2 separate regions of the Mus musculus genome follow, and region 2 is linked to region 1. A link is a contact called in public HiChIP or PLAC-seq data. All regions are on one chromosome and are shown on one strand. Each heading gives the region's core, a stretch centred on a gene start, on an enhancer-like site or on the middle of the called end of the contact. The rest is flanking DNA. Distances are from core to core; before and after follow the strand shown.

Region 1 (3,190 bases), core at 241-2,740:
AGATATTTCACGTCTTACACACCGATTAACTCCTTGTGCTGAGTAGACTCTGCTAGTGGCTTACTTTATTCATGCAAGGGCAGGCAAGACAGTTTCTGCGCACAAGCACAGAGAGGACACGGAAGACACAGATGTGTCTAATGCAACACAGCGTGAGCCACATGGGGCTGAGAATGACTCAGGGAACCACACAAACAGCCCAAGCCTCTATCCCAACCCTCTCCCCCACCTCCACACCAAGTGCTAGGATTACAGACAGCTCGCCACCATGACAGCTTTTTTTGCACAGGCTGAAGGAATCTACAATCTGGTCTTCATGCTTGCTTTGGCAAACATTTTTCTGATTGAGCCATCTCCCTGGTCCCAGCGTTATATTATTATTATTTTTTTTTTTTTTAAAGCAAAGTTTCCCAGTCAGAGCGATCGGAATGGAGCTGCCTGGGCAGGAACTGAGGCGAGCAGAGGCCCCAGCTGCCGATGGATGGGTGTGAACTGTGTTTACTAGGTGTTGAGCAAATACGATCCTGTTCTCTGAGTACCAAGGTAAAAAACAAGAAGCCCTGTGCGGTGCCCCTGCACCTGCGAAAGCAGCAGCTCCTCTCCTCTGAGGTCAGGTAGATGTAGCTGGGTGTGGCTCTCACCTGCCAAGGTCAAAGATGTGTCCCAGATAGCCAGCATTTGAGAAAACAAAATCAAGTCAACAATAGATTGACAATCTGAAAAAAATACCCTCCTGCTGACAGCGCTATTTCTCAGACAGCATTCGCTCAAAAGTGGTTAGACTTATTACTTATTGGGAGCTGGGGGGGGGGGGGGTGACAGACATCATGTAGCTAAAAGGAAGCCTTCTAAGTAGTTGCTACATTCTAAAGTTGATCTTTGAACTCTACTGAATCCCCAGGAGGCTACTTAAGGAAGCTTTTTGAAATTGAAAAACTAAGCGAGGTAATAAATGTGACCCACAGAGATGAGCGCTCCTCCCGACCCCCAAAAGATCACCCCTCAAGCTCCTTTCTCTGCATTTCGTCTCCATCAATCCCAGCCACAAGCAAGAACAAGGTACTGCTAGTGGGTGACCCTGCTCTGCATTTTCCTGTGAGGTCACCAGCTCATGGACCAGTCATCAAAATAAAGCAATAACGCGCTTCGCGGAAAGCAGAGGGAGCTATAAATTGAGGACCTAGCGTCACCAAGGTCGTCAAAGCAGGATGTCTTGCAGTCACTTCACCACTAGAGGGCGTGCTGCCCATATATACACAGGCACATACCATCACGGTGTAAATTGAACACTAGGGCTCTTGTTTTCACATATCTCCCTAGGATAAAAGGTCGATATTATTTTCCTGAACTGATCCCTGGCTAGATTCCAAAAGGAGTGGTTGTAGTATTGGTTCTCGGGTTCTTTGGGAATACCTTACAAGCCCTGTCGGAAAGTACAGACGTTTCGACACTGATTGCTACGGGGCGCTTTCAGATCGTGTGACTTTGGTTAGTTGTTAGGGTGGGTGAGCGGATTGGTTGGTTGGTTGGATCTGGATATGCCTAGTATTACTGGTAGAATCCTGACTGAGCAATGTGTGTCTAAGCAACAGGACAGACGGGTTGACTTGGGAACTGGAGAAACCATATTCTAGAAGGTGTTTTGGTTTTGTTTTGTTTTGTTTTGTTTTTGGGTTTTTGGGTTTTTTTTGTTTTTGTTTTTGTTTTTCAAGACCTGTGTCTGATGCTATTTCTCAGTCCTAAAGTCAATAATCCATGTGCTGGTCACATGGAAATATCCAAATTCCGGAGGCATCCTTCTCTAAACCTCCTAAATTGGACAATCTTGAAAGTACTCCCACATGAGCAGTCAGAGCGGATAGAGCACTGACTTAGGCTTCATGCCATTCTGGGGGACCATGACCGTACATGGCAAGCCTGTTATTTTGTGGAATCATTACCCTGGCCACCCATGGCTCCTGTGTCTTACAGGATGAACAGACCAGACTCAGGTATGCTGGAGTGTAAACGCCACACTGGACTTTGAAGGCATGATTTTTTTTTTAAATGTAAACTAAACTACTCCATTAATAATCCCTGTCTTAACTATATGTTGAAATATGTGGGATATAATGAATTAATTGAAATACATCTTTTAAAATACCTTCACCATTTCTTTCTATCATTTCTGAATGTCCCTAGTGGAATATTTAAAATATCCATATGACTAATTATACATGGCATTCTTTTTTTGTTGTTTTTTTGGTTTTGGTTTTTTTGTTTTTTGTTTTTTTGAGACAGGGTTTCTCTGTATAGCCCTGGCTGTCCTGGAACTCACTTTGTAGACCAGTCTGGCCTCAAACTCAGAAATCTGCCTGCCTCTGCCTCCCATGTGCTGGGATTAAAGGCGTGGGCCACCACCGCCTGGCTTATACATGGCATTCTTTAGATTCCTGAATGGGAGGTGAAAGCAGACAAAACCTTTAAGAAATCGTTAGACTAGAAGCAAGTGGTTACACCCTGCTGACCCATCCTCTGTAGCATTATAAGTAGCATTCTGGTCACATAACCTCCTTTAAGGGACTGACTCAGCAGTTAGAGTACCCGCCATGCAAGTACAAGAACCAGCATCAGATTCCCAGAAAGCCACATAATCTGGTGAGTGTGGCAGCCTGCTTGTAAATCTAGCTTCCAAAGGAATTCCGAGAACAGGCTGGCTAATAAGCCCGGCCATATTGATAAACTCTGAATATGACTGAGACCCACTCTTCCTTAATGAATAGGTAGACGGATGATAGACAATTTATTAACCTTAGGCCTCCACACGCACATGTGTGTACATCCACGCCATACATACAGACACATGTGTGCCCCACACATACAAAACAATGAATGCAGGCACATTGCACACAAACAAAAAAGTGTGGGAGAAACTAATATCACAGATATTAAGCTTGTGTGGTTGGTCGGTTGGATGATTGGTTGGTCAGTTGGTTAGTTGGTTGGTTGGTTGGTTTTTATTTGAGACAGGGTCTCTGTAGCTCAAGCTAGCCTTGAATTCATGGCAATCCTCCTGCCTCGGCTTTCCAAGTACCTAGCATTCTTAAGCCATGCTATATAGTAAGTGTAGTTTAGCAAAGAAGTGTCTATGAGTAAGATCAATAAAACAAATGACAGCTCATGCTGACGAGGATGTAGAATCAGGGCATCC
Region 2 (3,190 bases), core at 367-2,866, 190 kb after region 1:
CCACTGTGATCTTAGAATATCAAGACAAATGCTGCCATTACTGTTACTATTTGGATGATAAATTCTTGTTGTAAATGCAACCTTAGGTGGTTTGAAGGGGTAGTCTGTAGGAAAATGAATTGTCAAAAAGAATACACCACCTTGATATGGGCTGTCATTAGGTCCCCTAATTGTGGCTTGCCAATGAAACATGTCATCTCCAACTGGACCTGCAGGACACTGTGCTGGAGGGTCAAGGGCCAAATCACTAAGTTCCTTATTAATCAGTTTCAGCGCCATAGTCTGCTTTTCTCCGGGCTCCTCACTATCCCATTGTGTACTCAAAGGTCCGGCCAAAACTCTTGATTATCCTGGCGACAGGGAAGGATTGTCTCTTCTTCTCACACCGGCTCTGCCAGACACAGGTGCCACCATGTATCTGTCCGCAGGGGGAGGGTTAAAGAGGCGTGGTTTGCCTCCCTTGCTTAGGCCGGGTGGACTTGCCACCCTCTTGCCTTTGGAACAGCACCTTCTTACTAAAACTGATCGGAGGTCGGACTGGAAGCTATTTTATTTATTTTTTTACAGTCCATATTTTATTTCCCACCCTCTGACTGTTCCACATCCCATACCTCCTCCCCATCCCGCTGTATCCACATAGATGTCCCCACCCCTCAACCCAACCAAACTTCTAAACTCCCTGGGGCCTCCAGCCTCATGAGGGTTAGGGGCATCATCCCTGAACGAACACAGACCCTGAAGTCCTCTACTGTATGTGTGTTGGGTTATTATTTTTTTTAATTATCTCTTATATATTTGAGATTATAATATATCATTTCTCCCTTCCCTTTCTTCCCTCCAAACTCTCCATATACCTGTTCTTTTTCAAATTCATGGCTTCTTTTCATTAATTGTGTGTGTACATATATATATATATATATATATATGTATATATATATATATATATATACATATATATTACATATTCTACATATGGATATTCATACATACATACATATAATTTTCAGATACATAAATAGGACCTGCTCAGTCTATATAATGTTACTTGTATTATGCCTTCAGAGCTTGTCACTTGGTAATGGACACCCACTGTACTCTCCCTGGGGAACAGCGCTTCTCCTCTCTCAGCATTCCTTAGCTGCCTGTAGTTCTGTAGGGTTGAGGCCTCATCGTTTTCCTGTCCACTTTGGCATGTCTGCTGTTGTCCTTGTTTAGCTCACATTCAGGTGGTGGTGCTGGCGAGACTTGATGGGTGTAGCTTCTGACATTACTAGGAGACAAATCTTACAACAAATTCCATGATCCTCTGACTCAGCATCTTTCCGTCCCGTTTTGCTCAAGGAGAAGGCTTAGCTTTGAGAGTGTTCTGTAGAATACCCACTGGGACTGGGCTCCACACCTCTGCATTCTGACTGGCTGTTGTTTTGTATAATGGTCTCTGAGAAGTTTCTTTGATAGGGGAATGAGGATGCACTGACCTGTGCGTATAAGGACAGATGTTTAGGATGAAGCTAGAAATTTTTCAGGTTTAGTGAAGTGAGGGCTGTAGGCTCTCCTCTCAGATCCATAACTCACTAGCCCTGGGTGGTTGTCTGGGTTTTTGTACTAGCCTGAGTGACCTTGAGTCTAATCAGGGAGCTGTTGGGAGCCACAGGGAACCCCTGCTGCATGCTTAGGGCTGTTGTGCAAGCATGCTGGTCTTTGTTGTGGCTCACAGGTGTCATAGCTGCGGGGGGGGGGGGGGGGGGGACGACTGTCGATTGCCTCCCTCCTTTGGAAGCTTGCAGGACTGGAGTCAGTTCCAGCTCAGGGGCCTCTGGGCCTGTGTCTGAAGTGTGTCGTGTTGTTTCCGAGTTAGGGACTTGCATTCCGCCTCTAGGGTTTCCAAGGGCAATAGCAATAGTCTGTGATGATGAGGAAGTCTCTTGGGTAGTTCTGAGCAACACCTCAAAAGAGGCCATCTCATGCCTGGTGTGGAACTTTGGAAGGAGCATTGTCAGCCCAAATGGGAAAATTTCATTTAAACTATTTATACACAGACTTAGTATATTACAGAGTTTATTTTGTTTTGTGTTTGTGTAGGTAGGTAGTTAATAGTATCATTCCTTGTGCCCTTTTTAGACCTCCTTAATCTTACTGTATCTCTCTCTTACTTTTGTATTTATCTTCTTCCCACCTCCCTAGTTCGTGCCCCTCATCTTTCCAGTTTTCCCTATCAGATCCCGTGTGCTCTGCTGTTCTCTCTGTTGTTCCTGACTCTACCGCCCTAGCAATAGTCCCTTTCTGTAGTGTGTGTTTCTGTAGTTTTCCAGAATATGTGCTCACATCTAAAGAGTTGGGGCTTGGAGCCTCAGAACAAGGAGAGCATGGTATGATGTCTGTCTGTCTTTCTGGGTCTAGTTCCACCCACTCACCTGGAGAGCATGATGTCTGTCTGTCCTTCTGGATCTAGTTCCACCCACTCACCTGGAGAGCATGATGTCTGTCTGTCCTTCTGGATCTAGTTCCACCCACTCACCTGGAGAGCATGATGTCTGTCCTTCTGGCTCTAGTTCCACCCACTCACCTACAAAGTCCATGGTTTCATTTCTTTTTGCTGCTGCACAGTATTCCAGGTGTGCATTATGTCACATTTCCCTTGTCCTTTCACCAGCTGAAGGACATTTGGGTTGTTTCCATTTCCCAGCTATTGTGAACAGCAGCAGTCAGCAAGAACCATGCCAAGCAAGTATCTGGGAAGTGGGATGTACGGCTCCTTTGGGCAGATGCCAACAAGTAGAACGGCAGGCTCATATGGTAGATTTAGTCTAGCTTTTTGAGAATTCTCCACAGATGTGAGATTGCCAGAGTGGCCTAACCAGTTTGCCATCCCACCAACAGTGAGGGAGGGTTCCCTTCCCCGCACTCCTAGAGTTCGTTGTCACTTGTGTTGCTGCTGATCTTTGTCACTGTGACTTGGGTAAAATGAGTCCTCAAAGTTGTTTTGATTTGTATTTTCCAAATTGCTATGGAAAATGAACATTTTTTTTGAAATTTTTTTAGCTTTTTGTTTTTTTTCTTTCTTTTAAGAATTCTCTGTTTAGGTCCCAGCCCCACCTCCCCTGCCCCCATTCCCACCCCTCCCTTTTTAATGAGTTTTGTCTTTTTGACTGTTTGTTTCTTGAGTTCTTTATATGTTTGGGATATTAAT

Evidence for each region. HiChIP or PLAC-seq counts read pairs in DNA pulled down with a chosen protein or histone mark.
Region 2: a contact with region 1 is called in an H3K27ac HiChIP or PLAC-seq map of embryonic stem cells, with 6 read pairs. The contact joins two enhancer-like sites. A contact is called at or near these places in 12 of 39 promoter capture datasets (the C10 cell line, the HPC-7 cell line, cranial neural crest and 7 more), 1 of 15 datasets of contacts at CTCF or cohesin (embryonic stem cells), 22 of 484 Hi-C or Micro-C datasets (CD8 T cells, CD8 central memory T cells, the CH12 cell line and 13 more), 18 of 115 datasets of contacts at active chromatin or transcription factors (CD8 T cells, acute myeloid leukemia, bone marrow-derived macrophages and 13 more) and 4 of 9 other capture datasets (adipose tissue, liver, macrophages and 1 more).

What each region holds. Positions count from the first base shown.
Region 1 is chr3:116,339,966-116,343,155 of GRCm38.p6, forward strand. The region is part of intron 7 of Cdc14a (CDC14 cell division cycle 14A); the gene reads right to left. Among named protein-coding and RNA genes, the nearest start is that of Cdc14a, 82 kb to the right of the region's middle. Within about 2 kb of position 1,491, at least 36 of the 459 cell types and tissues checked have an H3K27ac peak or open chromatin away from gene starts, as enhancers often do. A contact at or near this core is called in embryonic stem cells, where this site is marked.
Region 2 is chr3:116,528,300-116,531,489 of GRCm38.p6, forward strand. All of the region lies in intron 3 of Dbt (dihydrolipoamide branched chain transacylase E2), which reads left to right. It also overlaps the pseudogene Gm4596. Among named protein-coding and RNA genes, the nearest start is that of Dbt, 17 kb to the left of the region's middle. Within about 2 kb of position 1,617, at least 11 of the 459 cell types and tissues checked have an H3K27ac peak or open chromatin away from gene starts, as enhancers often do. A contact at or near this core is called in embryonic stem cells, where this site is marked.